Regions from separate parts of the Mus musculus genome. Here region 1 is linked to region 2. A link is a contact called in public HiChIP or PLAC-seq data. All regions are on one chromosome and are shown on one strand. Each heading gives the region's core, a stretch centred on a gene start, on an enhancer-like site or on the middle of the called end of the contact. The rest is flanking DNA. Distances are from core to core; before and after follow the strand shown.

What was found. HiChIP or PLAC-seq counts read pairs in DNA pulled down with a chosen protein or histone mark.
Region 1: an H3K27ac HiChIP or PLAC-seq map of embryonic stem cells shows a contact between it and region 2, with 3 times the contacts expected there. The contact joins two enhancer-like sites. A contact is called at or near these places in 3 of 39 promoter capture datasets (the C10 cell line, liver and pre-B cells), 3 of 115 datasets of contacts at active chromatin or transcription factors (embryonic stem cells and trophoblast stem cells) and 1 of 9 other capture datasets (embryonic stem cells).

Annotation. Positions count from the first base shown.
Region 1 is chr15:36,124,598-36,132,353 of GRCm38.p6, forward strand. All of the region lies in intron 2 of Rgs22 (regulator of G-protein signalling 22), which reads right to left. Among named protein-coding and RNA genes, the nearest start is that of Rgs22, 12 kb to the right of the region's middle. Within about 2 kb of position 2,489, at least 35 of the 459 cell types and tissues checked have an H3K27ac peak or open chromatin away from gene starts, as enhancers often do. A contact at or near this core is called in embryonic stem cells, where this site is marked.
Region 2 is chr15:35,613,693-35,621,063 of GRCm38.p6, forward strand. Vps13b (vacuolar protein sorting 13B) reads left to right here. Exons shown (of 62, transcript NM_177151.4): 24 at 3,906-4,126. Among named protein-coding and RNA genes, the nearest start is that of Mir599, 44 kb to the right of the region's middle. Within about 2 kb of position 5,494, at least 4 of the 459 cell types and tissues checked have an H3K27ac peak or open chromatin away from gene starts, as enhancers often do. A contact at or near this core is called in embryonic stem cells, where this site is marked.

The sequences.
Region 1 (7,756 bases), core at 1,239-3,738, 510 kb after region 2:
AACTTGCTTCTTGGTCTTGATGTTAGTGCAGGAATAGAAACCCTGACTATGACAGACCCCAAGTGATTAAAACAGACAAGCCATGGGGTCACACATGCATCACCTCCCTAGCCCTGCTGCTTACTGGCTTGTTTCCCATGGCTTGCTCAGCCTGCTCTCTTATAGCACCCACCAGCAGCAGATCGACCCCCAGCCCAGGGATGGCCCACAAACAGTTAGCTGGGCCCTCCCTCATCAATCATCAGTGGGGCCATGTCCTGCAGGCTAGCTTACAGGCCAGTCTGATGCTGGTATCTTCCCAATTGAGGTTGCTTCTCCTGAGATAACTCTAGCTATGTCAAGCTGACAAAATGCTAGCCAGAAAAACAACAATTCAGATTATCATGCTTCTGAACTTATTCAGTAAAGTATCAAGTTAACTCTTAGTAAACACACCCTAACTCAATCAATAATCTTTAGTGTCACTCAGGTAGAAGGCATTTGTGTTACAATCAGAGTAGCCAAACCTGGGTGGAATTGGTAAATCCAAAATGAAATGATACTTTAAAACAACTATGTCTTTCAGATTAAATCTATTTTATTAAATTCTGTAAGTAATCTTTAAAGTAACAAAATTTTATAATACTAAGCCACAGGATCATGAATCCATGAATGGGAAAGTGTATATTTTATATTAATTTTACAAATTAATAAAACTATATTATATAAATAAATATAATAACAGCCGTAGGGTATACAATTTCTTACTTTTTAAAAATATGCATTTCATTTGTATGGTTAGCTGATTTAAACTTAGCTTTATGCATTGAGTAGACCCCTGGTGAACCAGCAGCTCTTAGATAATCCTCAGACTCACAAATTCACTCCAGCTCAGTGGTTCTCAGCCTTCCTAATGCTACAGCCCTTCAATGCAGTTTCTCAGGGTGTGCTGACCCCACTGATGCTGCAACCCTTCAATGCAGTTTCTCAGGGTGTGCTGACCCCCACCTTAAAATTACTTTTGTTGCTATTTCATAACTGAGGTGACCCTCAACCTTTTTTGTTGCTGTTTCATAACTGAATTTTGCTACTGTTAACAAGCTGTAATATGAATATCTTTTTCCCAATGGTCTTAAGGGACCCCTATAAATGGGTTATTCAACCCCCAAAGGGGTCTTGGGCCACAGGTTGAGAACCACTGCCCTAAGTGCTTCCAGTTCAGAGTCTGTCACAGTGTGTGATAAAACACCTGCTTTGTTTTCGTTTTCATATTCCATTTCAGACATGAACTTTTCCTGAAATTCACGATGAGTGAGTTGGTATCTTCCAAATACCCAGCAATCTGTTGATGATTAAAGGAAAGAAAACAAAGATCATCCAGTGCGGTCTCAGCTCTCGTTGGTAAACTCTCCAGTTATAAACATGTCTACAAGTTGACATAACATTCCTAAGTGTCTCCTCTTGGATGCTGAGCAGCTCTTGTTGGGGACTGAGTATCTGGGGGACACTGGTGTCCCGCCTTTACTCCATGGTGAAGAGGTACTGTGGCACAGAGACAGTCATAGAAATTTAAAAGAATTATTTAAATGCATCAAATCAGCATTTCTTTCCGGAAGCTGTATCTTGCTTGCATTGCTATTGAGTACTGTTGATTTGGAGCAGCCATGACATGTGCATGGCTGCTCTGGCCTCTCAGCAGGAAATGAGTTCACTTCCCACCACATTAACCCGGTCACTGTGTAAACCAGAGAAGCTAGGCAAGTGCTGCATGTGCGTGCATGTTTTCCTGGGATTGAACACAGAATCTTGTGCTGGGAGGAAGAATTCTTCCACGAAGTTGTGTCTCTGGCCCTAAACCAATGAAGACCCAAAAGCTATTTACTTCCAGAGCCCTTGAATTATGTAAGGAAAAAAAAAAAAAAAAAAAAAGAAAAAACCTAGTCTTTAATCTGGTTTAGTAGCTTCTGCTTTTCTCATTAAATTTCCACAATCCAATTATTTGGAAATTTTTAAATTAATTAAATTTCCTAATTCAGGTCGTTATCTTCCAAATCTGTTGATCGTTAAAGGAACAACAACAACAACAATTGAATTCTGTTTCACCATTGCGTCATCCACAGATGCATCCACTGGTGCAACCTCAGCGCCCTGATGATGGAAGGGAGGGCCTCCGTTAGCGCTCACTACTCTTGAAACCTGGCTTCCAGCTTTCTACAGACTTGCCTCCAGTGAGAGTTCAGTCAGCCGGTTCACCTTCAGTGTAGACGTCTCAGTTTCTCACAGGAGTGGAGTAGGTAGTCTGCGCATGCGTGCCAGCGAGGGCAGCGTTGGTGGCGGCGGCTGCAGCTGCTGCTGCTGCTGCTGGAAGCCATCAATCAATTGGGTTGCTTTCTCGAAGCAGCACTCAACACAACTCTTTCTGGTTTTGCGTAGTGTGTAGGTCAGAGGACAGCTTTTACCCTCAGGCGTTAGTTCTAGTGTGGGTTCTGAAAAGGTCAGCTCAGGAACTTTGGGAAGGTCATGAAACACTTGCCCTCCGGAGGGGAGAGGCCAATTAACATGCCTCAGACCACAGGGCAGGAACTGACCTGAGGGTGGGGACACATTCCACAGGACGAACTGTTGCTCACCTTGACTAGGGTAAGCCCTTGTCACCTCTTTCCCTAAAGACCAATCAGCTTAAAGGGTGCACTGTTCTGTCAATCATATTGCGCCTAGTTGTTGATGCTCTGCTCTGCCCTTGGAAACCATATAAAAACTCGCTGAACTGGTGCTGGGGGTCGCCGCCTCTCCTTCAGCTCTGGGATGACCCCAGTGCACTGGAACAATAAATTCCTCTTGCTTTTTGCATTGATCCTGGCTCCACGTGGTTCACTCAGGGGATCCCTGGTAAACTAAGGCTCCCCAGAGTCTTACAGTTCTAGGGATCAAATGCATGTTGTCAAGTCTTAGAGGCAAGCCCCTGCTGAGCATCTCACTGGTCCTCAGTACAATTCCTTCCTCCCCACTATTATTTAACTCTAATCTCACATCTCAGCCAGTAGATTTTAATCTATCAAACCCTGACACCCAAGACTCTCTCCCTGTATAAAAGTCCTTCCAATTCTAATTTAAAAGAGATTGTGGTTCTCATTTTCTCCCCTTGTCCACATGGGGGATGTGGTAGTGTCTCTAAATCTTTTTTTTTTTTTTAAGGGACAACATTGAATTTCGGATGGCTTTACATTTTCAGTCCATTATCATCGTGACAGGATACATCTCAGCATCCAGGCAGGCATGTTGCTAGAGACAGAGCTGAGATTTCTACATCTTGTTCAAAATCCAGCCAGGAGAAGACATCTTCTAGGGAGCTAGGAGGAGGGTCTCCAAGCACACGCCTACAATGACTCATTTCCTCCAACAAGGCCACACCTACTCCATAAGGCTGTACCTGCTAAAAGTGACACTCCCTGTGACAAGCATATTCAAACTACCACATTTCACTCCCTGGTCACAATAGGATTGGCCAAACACATGAGACTATGGGAGCCATACCTATCCATAGCATAATGCAAAATAGTGTCTCTAAAACTTAACTGCACAATTAACACACTTGTAACTGCTCTTTCTGTTTCCCTGGAAAAGTTAGTGTCTGTTTGCTTTTTATTGCTGTGATAAAATGCTGATCACAACCAGCTTCGGAAGGAAAGGTTTTATTTCAGCTTACAGCTCCCAGGCCCATCATGGAGGGCAGTCAGGGCAGGGACTCCAGCCAGGAGCCTAGGAGGTAAGAGCTGAAGCAAAGGCTGGAGACGAATACTGCTGACTGGCTTGCTCCTCCTGGCCTGCTCAATTTGCTTTGTCATCCACTCCAGAACCACCTGCACCCAGGGACACCACCCACACTGGGCTAGGCCCTTCCACAACAGTTATTGATGAGGAAACTACCTCACAGCCATGCCTACAGGCTAATCTGATGTGGACACTTCTCAACCAAGGCTCCCTCTTCCCAGATGACTTCAGCTTGTGTCAAATTGGCAAAACTAAGAAAAAACTAAGCAGCACAGTTCTCTCTCCAGCCACAAGGGGCGCTACCTTCAGAACTTGTGACTGATAGCATGTGTCCGCGGCACACACTACAGCCATTGGCTACCTTGTTTATGGAACATCTAACAGTTTCTGCAGTTTCAAAAAGGATTAGAAAATTAGAAAATTGGCCTCCACTGGGATAAATTAGCTTTCTGGGATCTGCCTCAGTTTCCCCTAGTGCTCTGGCTCCTAACTGTACAGGCTCCAGGGAAGGAGGAATGAAGGGAGATGGGACCCGAGATTCCTGCATCTAACCAGTTGCTCTGCTCCAACCCCCACCCCCACCCCCACCCCGCACCCCCACTCCCCACCCCCATGGTTTGCACGTGAGGATACCTGTTACCAAGCTGAGCATGTTTGGAGTTGCTCAGCCACCATGTTCCATTGTAAAATAAACACAGTGATTAGTCAGGAAATCACATAGTCATCTTCCCGGAGACAGAGTTATTGGGTTTTGATACATTGCTTTTAGATAGAGATGATATTTTTATACTTAAGAAATCTCCTTGTTTACTATTATGACATTCAAGCTATAAAGATAACAGAATGAATCTGAGAAAGCTAAGTCTTAGTTGAGAACAAACACCAATTTTCATAATTAAATGCTATAAATACTGTTTGGAGCTAAAGTCCCTTTTTACGTGTACATTTTTTAGGACTTCCTACATATAATGCCTTTTTACATCATTTCTAATTTCCTTCTACCTACTGAGTCCGTTTGTGTTGCTCATATATATGTGCTTAGGGTTGGCCATTTGGGACTGGATAACCTACCAGGGCCTTATCCCTGGAGGAGACTGACCCTCTCTTCCCTGCCTCTCAGCAGTCACTGATTGCTTGTACCTCTTCATCTAGGCACCTTGTGACATCCCCCTCCACCCCCCCCACCCCCGTTCATGTTGGCATGTCAGCTGGTTGTCATTATGCAGGTCTCAGTTAGGCCACCATATTGTTGAGACTGGGTTTTCCTATTACAGACAAACTACTTTTAAGGTACACAAGAAGAAAGTAATTAGGATTTAAAACTTGGGTACTCAAATCTTTAATGCACTGTTCTATTGGTAAAAAATAACAGGAGTAAGTGGACTCGTATATATTGCATGTAATAAATCCCAGTGTGTCATAAGATGATCTGAACTCATGCCTTTTGAATCATTTACATAAATAAAAAGCATACTCCACTAAGAACATAAAAATATATTAACATTTTGTACCAAAGCTCAAGCAAACACATAGAGATAAGCCAGGCATGGGGCCACATACCTATACTGTAACCAACCAAACACATAGAGATGCTGAGCCAAGCACAGGGCACACACCTATACTGTAACCTCAGCATGTGGCGTCAAGAGCTAGAGGAAGGAGCTCGAGGGCATCCTCACTGACAGAGTCAGAGGCCAGCCTAGACTACCTGATGCGCCAACTCAAAAAGTAAATAAATAAATGAAAATGGTCCACTGAACCAAACTCATCACCTAAGTGACACGCTCTATACACTGTGTTTGGGGACATAAAGGTATGCTGAGACATGTCTGGCCTACAGATTTTTAAGAAAGTTCAACTTTTTTTTTTATGTGTTGTAACTTTTTTTCCCATTTTTTATTAGGTATTTAGCTCATTTACATTTCCAATGCTATACCAAAAGTCCCCCATACCCACCCCCCCACTCCCCTACCCACCCACTCCCCCTTTTTGGCCCTGGCGTTCCCCTGTACTGGGGCATATAAAGTTTGCAAGTCCAATGGGCCTCTCTTTGCAGTGATGACCGACTAGGCCATCTTTTGATACATATGCAGCTAGAGACAAGAGCTCCGGGGTACTGCTTAGTTCATATTGTTGTTCCACCTATAGGGTTGCAGTTCCCTTTAGTTCCTTGGGTGCTTTCTCTAGTTCCTCCATTGGGGGCCGTGTGACCCATTCAATAGCTGACTGTGAGCATCCACTTCTGTGTTTGCTAGGCCCTGGCATAGTCTCACAAGAGACAGCTGTATCTGGGTCCTTTCAGCAAAATCTTGCTAGTGTATGCAATGGTGTCAGCGTTTGGAAGCTGATCATGGGATGGATCTCTGGATATGGCAATCACTAGATGGTCCATCCTTTCGTCACACTTCCAAATTTTGTCTCTGTAACTCCTTCCATGGGTGTTTTGTTTCCTATTCTAAGAAGGGGCAGTGTCCACACTTTGGTCTTCGTTCTCTTGAGTTTAATGTGTTTAGCAAATTGGATCTTATATCTTCTGTATCCTAAGTTTCTGGGCTAATATCCACTTACCAGTGAGTACATATTGTAAGAGTTCCTTTGTGATTGGGTTACCTCACTCAGGATGATGCCCTCCAGGTCCATCCATTTGGCTAGGAATTTCATAAATTCATTCTTTTTAATAGCTGAGTAGTACTCCATTGTGTAAATGTACCACATTTTCTGTATCCATTCCTCTGTTGAGGGGCATCTGGGTTCTTTCCAGCTTCTGGCTATTATAAATAAGGCTGCTATGAACATAGTGGAGCATGTGTCCTTCTTACCGGTTGGGGCATCTTCTGGATATATGCCCAGAAGAGGTATTGCTGGATCTTCCGGTAGTACTATGTCCAATTTTCTGAGGAACCGCCAGACTGATTTCCAGAGTGGTTGTACAAGCTTGCAATCCCACCATCAATGGAGGAGCGTTCCTCTTTCTCCACATCCTCTCCAGCATCTGCTGTCACCTGAATTTTTGATCTTAGCCATTCTGACTGGTGTGAGGTGGAATCTCAGGGTTGTTTTGATTTGCATTTCCCTGATGATTAAGGATGTTGAACATTTTTTCAGGTGCTTCTCTGCCATTCGGTATTCCTCGGGTGAGAAATCTTTGTTCAGTTCTGAGCCCCATTTTTTAATGGGGTTATTTGATTTTATGGAGTCTACCTTCTTGAGTTCTTTATATATATTGTATATTAGTCCCCTGTCCGATTTGGGATAGGTAAAGATCCTTTCCCAATCTGTTGGTGGTCTTTTTGTCTTATTGACGTTGTCTTTTGCCTTGCAGAAGCTTTGCAATTTTATGAGGTCCCATTTATCGATTCTCGATCTTACAGCACAAGCCATTGCTGTTCTATTCAGGAATTTTTCCCCTGTACCCATATCTTCGAGGCTTTTCCCTACTTTCTCCTCTATAAGTTTCAGTGTCTCTGGTTTTATGTGGAGTTCCTTAATCCACTTAGATTTGACCTTAGTACAAGGAGATAGTAATGGATCAATTCGCAATCTTCTACAGCTAGTTGTGCCAGCACCATTTGTTGAAAATGCTGTCTTTTTTCCACTGGATGGTTTTAGCTCCCTTGTCAAAAATCAAGTGACCATAGGTGTGTGGGTTCATCTCTGGGTCTTCAATTCTGTTCCATTGGTCTACTTGTCTGTCGCTATACCAGTACCATGCAGTTTTTATCACAATTGCTCTGTAGTACAGCTTTATGTCGGGCATGGTGATTCCACCAGAGGTTCTTTTATCCTTGAGAAGAGTTTTTGCTATCCTAGGTTTTTTGTTATTCCAGATGAATCTGCCGATTGCCCTTTCTAATTCATTGAAGAATTGAGTTGGAATTTTGATGGGGATTGCATTGAATCTGTAGATTGCTTTTGGCAAGATAGCCATTTTTACTATATTGATCCTGCCAATCCATGAGCATGGGAGATCTTTCCATCTTCTGAGATCTTCTTTAATTTCTTTCTT
Region 2 (7,371 bases), core at 4,244-6,743:
TTTCTTTCATGAACTGCTTCTTTGGGTTGTGTGAGATCTATGTTTTAAACATGTGCATTTATGGATATGTACTTTCCCACTTAGCATTGGATGGATTCCAAGTACTGTCAGATGTTCCTATCATTTTCCTTTGATTCTTGAAATAAAAATGTGTTTTTTTTAATGATTGCCAAGGCAACATTCTTATAAAAAATTGTATATACATAGAAGAAAATAGGTCACTCTATCGTAACCACTCTGACATTTAAGATTTCAACCCAGTTTTCTTAATATTGTGTGACAGATACATTGATACATATATGGATGCTCCTTATTGTGTGAAGGTATACAATACACAAATATGACAGTGTAGAATGCTGCAGTTTTCAGACTTGGATTTAGCTTTCTTTTGTTCTCCCCAATTTATTTGAATATTTCATAAAGGTAATATTCTGGAAATCCATTCCATCTTAAAGTAAGTGCACATTTCAAGTTCATTTCCACTTTAATGTTAAAAATCTGTGCTAAGTCTTTCATCTTATTTTAAGACTTTCTCCCTTTTGGAAATATTTTTGTCCTGGTTACTAGAAAGCTAGTCAAGTGATCCTAGGGAATGTATTTGTGGTATTAGAAATGTTGGTAAACTCTAAGGACAATGACAGATCATTAGCGGTATATTATAGAAATAGAATGCATTAGCACAGTTGGTGAAAATACAGCAGAACATGATTAGCCCTGTGATAACTTTGTTTTCCTAAGATAGTTCAAAGCAAGTGTTCACTGCTATTCTCCCTCTATCCTTCCCTACCTCTCCCCTTCCTCCTCCCTCCCTCCTCTGTGTATGTGTGTATGTTTGTGTGTGTGTGTGTGTGTGTGTGTCTGTCTGTCTGTCTGTCTGTCTGTCTCTTACTTTGATGTAGGGCCTCACGATTGTAGCCCTGGTTCTCCAGGAACTTGCTGTGTTGACCAGCTTGGTTTCATACGATCTGAAGAGAAACCAGAGTATGACCAGCTTGGTTTCAAATTCACAAAGATCTGCTAGTCTCTGTGTGCTGAGTGTCAGATTTAAAGGAGTGCCCTGTCATGTCCTTCTACTGCTTTCATTCACACACACACACACACACACACACACACACACACACACACACACACACACAATATTACTACAAGGAATTGTAGATACAGAATTCAACAATTTTAAGATAGTTTTATTTTAAAACTGACCATTACCAATGATACAGTTGAGCATAATATGTCAATCATCCCAAAGTTGCAATTATTCTTTTTCTACCTCTTGGCACAAGCAAACACTGACCTGCTTTTTTCCCCCGTAACATTGTCTGCTCTGGATATTTTAATAAACTAGAATCATACAGTATACAGTCTTTTACTTCTGACATTACTCACCCAGTATAACAGATTTTTGAGATCCTCACATCACGTGGTATATATTAGCATATTCTTTGTATTTGCATTGACAAGGAAAGTCCAATTGTGCATTTATGTTGTTATGCCCAAGTTGCAGGTATCTGAAGACTACCAAGGAGTCAGTTCAATTGTAGAACTCATAAAGGTCTTTAATGAGCTTGTGAGCAAGCTCTCTCAGACTCTCACCATAGCACCTGGTCAGAGTGAGAGCCCAAGTCTATTGTGGTAACAGCAGACTTAGGGGTTTTTCATTATGGGTCAACAAGTTAATATTTTTAAAACTGCATTTCTGGTGTAATCTACACAAACCGAACAGGACTACAAAACCTCCTGATGAGCAGCATGGCTAAGTTATCTATTCTCTTCGGGAAGTCTTCAGTTATCTCTATGTACTGTGATCCCACCATTGTATCCTGACTGGCTGTTGCTAAGGGGAGTGGATTGCCATAGGATGTTTGCTTTTGTGGACTTTGTGATTTTCTTCAGGGAATTGGAGTTTAGCTGCTGGTCTTATGCAAATTGGGTTTGTTAAAAACACAGAGTTGATTGGGCTTGACAATGTCACATCTCCTTTCTGTTTGCCAGTTGGTATTGGTTGCAGTGGTAACAGTTCTTGCCTTTGCTGTGCTTTTATGACCATGGAGGTGTGCATATACTCTTGTGAAAGAATACCATACACATGTATTTCTTTCCCTTGTAGATGGCATTAATACTATTTTATTTTTGAGTTCCTTAGTATATTTGCTAGAACTCTTCAAGTGTCCTATAGAGAGTGGACATACTTACTTTTTTTTCTAATCCTTGGAGAATGTGTACAGTTACTCAATATAGAGTATGATGATAGCTATAACTTAAATGTTCGTTTTGGGGGTAGATACCAGTGATCCTCAAGGTTCAGTTTAACTCACTCTTTGCATGTTTGGGCCTTGTTTGTTTGTAGACTGAAAGTACAAGGCAGGGCCTGAGCACTCACAGGGAAGGAACAAAGGCCAGAGTTCCCAGCAGGCTAAAGACATCCTACTAGGTAGTCTCTCATGTTTCCTCGCATGCATGTTGGGAATTTTTTCTAAGAGTGCCAGTGTCAACTGTGACGTTTTTAACAAATTTAAATGTGATCTTGTTCCATAATCATCACTTAGTATTTGTTAGAATAAAGTTTGGAAACACATACAAATATACCTATTTATTTAAAGTGAGAATCTGAAATCATTCCAAGTACAGGAGATGATGGTGGCAGAGGTTTAATTTTGTAAACAGCATAGAATTTGATACAGGTTTAAAAATTAGTTTAAAATCAGTTACAGATGATTTAAAGTACTCATTTTTTTCCTTAGTAGGAAAATATTATATCTGGAACAGGCAAGGTGTGCAGGGCGGACCATGTCCTACTATGAAATTATTGTTTCTAGCCAAGTTACCAACTACCCTCTACCTGTATTTATTATATTACCTAAACTCCCAATTTCAGAGTTTCCTGGTTTAGATATTTTGAATGTTCACATTTATCATATATGTATATGGTATTTGATGGAACATTAATATCCACTATGTATGAATATCCACTATTTTTCACTATATATCCACTATTTATTATATATATATATATATATATATATATAGTAGATAGTAAATGTTCCATATATATATATATATATGGAACATTTACTATCTACTATAGTGGCAAAGAGGGTGTTAGGACTTCTATTTCTGTTTTTATTTCTTGTATTTAACATTCTTCTTATGCTTATAATGTATGAAAGGTATAGAAGTATATATAGTAATTACAAATATATATATGTGTGTGTATATATCTATATCTATATCTATATCTATATCTATATCTATATATACCAGAATAATGAATTTTCAATATTCCAATTGGAATTATATCCGTCTACTTTACCTATAATACAGTATAAAATTCTAAGATGTTATATAGTCTATGCTTCTACTTATAAATACATTGCACATTAGATAAATTACTAGAACAGTAAAAGAAATATTTTTCTTTCAGTTATGATATTTATGAATGCTAAATTTTTAGTCAAGCCTGCATCCTTTAAAATATATCTCATGTGCTTTGAGAGCCACACAAGGAATATGTAGAAATATGCCTGATTTCCATCCACAGAATTTCTGACTAAGTACTTCTAACATAGCACCAGAAGCCTGATTCATTAGCATGCTCCATCACCATTAATTCTGGTGTGAGTTGCCACCACACAAAAACATCCATATTATTCTCCTCTCTCATTTCATAGCCAGGTTTCTTCTTATGCTTACAATGTATGAAAAGTATAGAAGTATATTATAGTAACTACAAATACTAAAGTTAAATTATTTAAGTAGCATGTAAATCATTTACTACCTTAGTCTCTGAGATCCTACCTTTGTTATGTTGTGCTATATTTCAGATTGAAATTTTAAATAATTTTTTATTTGTATTCATTAATTGTGTAATTTTGTTGGTCTCATTTTTCTGTTTTGTTCCCTTATAGGTGATGCATTTCCTTGGACCATAAGCTTGCATCATTTCAGCATATATACCCTTCTTGGAAAGCAAGTGACTCTTTCCCTTGTGGAGCCTATGGGATGTACCTCTACTCTAGCAGTCACATCTCAAAAGCTGCTTCCTGTGGGACCCGATGGAAGGCATTCATTTGTTGTCTGTCTTCATGTTGACTTAGAGTCATTAGAGATAAAATGCTCTAATCCCCAGGTTGGTACACTTCATTCTAAATGCTAAATTTTTTTTAATGTTTATTTGTTTTATTAAAAGACTTCTCTTCCTTTAAATACCCTACCTTTTTGTCCTTAAACCTTGCCATCAACATTGCGATGATTAGATGAAGAATGGCTTTAAAATTCTATCAAGTTTTATAGTAAGAATTGTATTGATGAATATATAAATTCATCTTTTGGCTGGTGGAATAAAATCAGTTATAGATGTGCTGGTTTGAAATTCTGAGGAACTATTTCTTTTATTGTTGGGCTGGAGGATGTACTTAAGTGACCAAATATAATTTTTAATCAGATTCTCAGAGCCCCCTTTCAAATCTTGCTCATTTACACCTAAAGAGAACACTTATTAAAAGTTGCCACTTCCATAACATTTCAGCTGTGATATGCCAGTCACGTTGTATTCTGCCTCATTACAATTACTATGAATTCATATCACCTGGTTTTGTGTACATCATTAATTATCATAAAATTTACATTTTTAACTTCAAATATACTATTGTATATTTTCCACATAGTCAATGTTGAATCCTATTTTAAAAATAATCTCCTGTAGCATATTATTGAATCTGATCGGCCAATGGTCATAAATTCATAGTACATATATCTATTCCAGCTTTAATAGTTATCAACCAGGCCAGATTTTGAAGTATTTAAAAAAATTAATTTCCACTATCATTCCATATTATAGAAGTTCCTTTCCAGTACAATGCAGCTCTCCCCACCTGCCTCTTTTTAAACATTCACCCATCCATCCATACATGATCTATCTATCTATCTATCTATCTATCTATCTATCTATCTATCTATTTATCTATCAACCATCTGTCTATTTATCATCATCTATCTATCTATCATCTGTCTATTTATTGAGGTGTTTATAGGAGTTATTTCTGTCCTTTAAGCATGTGGGTATTGAAAATGAAATTCAGGTTATCGGTCTTGGTTGCAAGTTTCTTTATGCACAAAATCATGCTGTGGATACTCTCTCTACTTCTTTCTGTTATATGCTATATAATTTGGTTTCATAGTGTTGTTTTTTACCACGCTAGTTGGCTGCGTGAACCTGGGAGAGCAGGGACTAAAAATGAGGCTGACTACTACAGTATCATGCAGCAGCCAAGTTTATTCAGAGCATCAGGCAGTTTATACTCTGAGGGTTAAGAAGAGTCACCGGAGTAAAGTGTGTAATCACAAGGACAAGACACACATGGCAAAAACATGTTTTCTTACAGAGGCATATAAACAAAAAACAACTGAAATAGACTCCCCTATACCTGGGAGGATCAGGCAAACACATTCCAAGAATTCCAAGAATGTCTGTGTTTTTTTGATGAAACTGAGGTCAAAAGACTCATGTTAAAACAAGCACTCAGAACTCCCCTCCATGACTCCATGCTTGGACTGTGTTCCAGCAGTGCTATAGAGAATTCTGACCATCTCTTAGGTTGCTATTAGAATGCTAGTGCTATTGGCTGCTTTAAAATCCTTGTAAGAGTAAAAGAAACTGTTAAATTATGTCCCTTGGGGCAGGGTGGAGTGGGATGTTGTCCTATCCCTCTTTATCTTTGAATGTGATCTTGCATCTAGTAAAAGTGTCCAGAGGAGAAAAAAGAAGCCGTTAGAATGAGCACTAATTAAGTCCACTTAAAAAGCAAGGTTTGAGGCCAGGCGTGGTGGCGCACGCCTTTAATCCCAGCACTTGGGAGGCAGAGGCAGGTGGATTTCTGAGTTCGAGGCCAACCTGGTCTACAGAGCGAGTTCCAGGACAGCCAGGGCTACACAGAGAAACCCTGTCTTGAAAAACCAAAAAAAAAAAAAAAAAACCAAAAAACAAAAAAAAAAACAAACCAAGAGAGGTTTGGATACAGATACCTATATATAGGCAGACAGTAATGTGAGGGTCTGTGGAACAAGTGCTGTGCGTTTGTGGGAGCAGAACTTTGAAAGTGCAGATACAGACCTTACGACACTCAGGTCTCAGATTCTACTCTGTCTCAGATGGTATATTACAGTGCTGATACAATGATTTATTCATATGTGACACAAACATTTCTTTTTTGTCTTAAGGCACCATTGATGGCACCTGGTTCCTTAAGTTCTACAAAATAGAACAGGAAAGAACAGATTCAGCTTTTCTCAAAGAGTTTCCTGGCTTTCCATCACCATGACAATAGTCTAGATAAGACAAAATAAAATACAACAATTTTTAAAAGTGATGATGCTTGGCTTGACCTAAGAGTAAGAGCCTGGTACTGTGTCACTTCTCAAACTCTGGAATTAATTCCTTTTCTCTTCCTAAACAGGGAACTGTCTTCTTATTACTCTTTTCTTGTTGCTCAGAGTTTGTACATAGCTGACTTGGGCAACTCTTTCTTTCTTCTCTGTACCCTACCTACTCCTTTTATAAAATCAGGCATTTTTGTCCTCAGCTGGTTCCTTGATCTTTATATAGACAGATTAGGTGTTAGATAAAGTCATGAGCGTGAGTGTCCATTTCCTGTTCTAGAACACAGTAGACATCCATTTCCTATTCTTGATCTGAGTGGGTATCCATTTCATGTACTAGATCCCAATAGGTATCTGTTTCATGGGCTAGATTCTTGTTGAGTACTAATTGCTTATTCTAGATCTAAGACGGTATCCATTTCATACTCTAAATCTCAGAGATAAGCTTCCTCTTTGGGTCCATCATTAATGATACGATTTTCTTCATTTCTGAATATTTAAGGAATTAAAAATATATATTTTGAATATTTAAGGAATTAAAAAAATTTATTTAGCCAGTATGCCATACTCAGATTGCCGTGGCTATTCAGTTGTCTCCACACAAAGCTCATTGAATGGTGCTAAATATATGCTTATTTTTTATTTCTTTCATAATCTAGTTTTACTGAAGTATACTTAGTGTACAATAAACTGTGTGTTTAAGTTACCCAGTTTGAATAAGGTTGGGATATATACTCATTAAATCATCATAGAAACTGTCCTAAAAGTTATAGTCTTTGGAAACCCCATAGTGTAGATGGAATTCTACAGTTGTGTTTTTTGTTTAACTTCCTTCATGCTACACAGCCATTTTTAGATTAGTTCATGTCTTACATATGTTCTCTTATTATTACTAACATTTAGCTATATAATTGACCTTCATTTGTTCAGTGTTTGTTGTTAAACATTTAGGACTTTTCCAGATGTACAGTATGCTGTAAATATTTCTGTTTATGT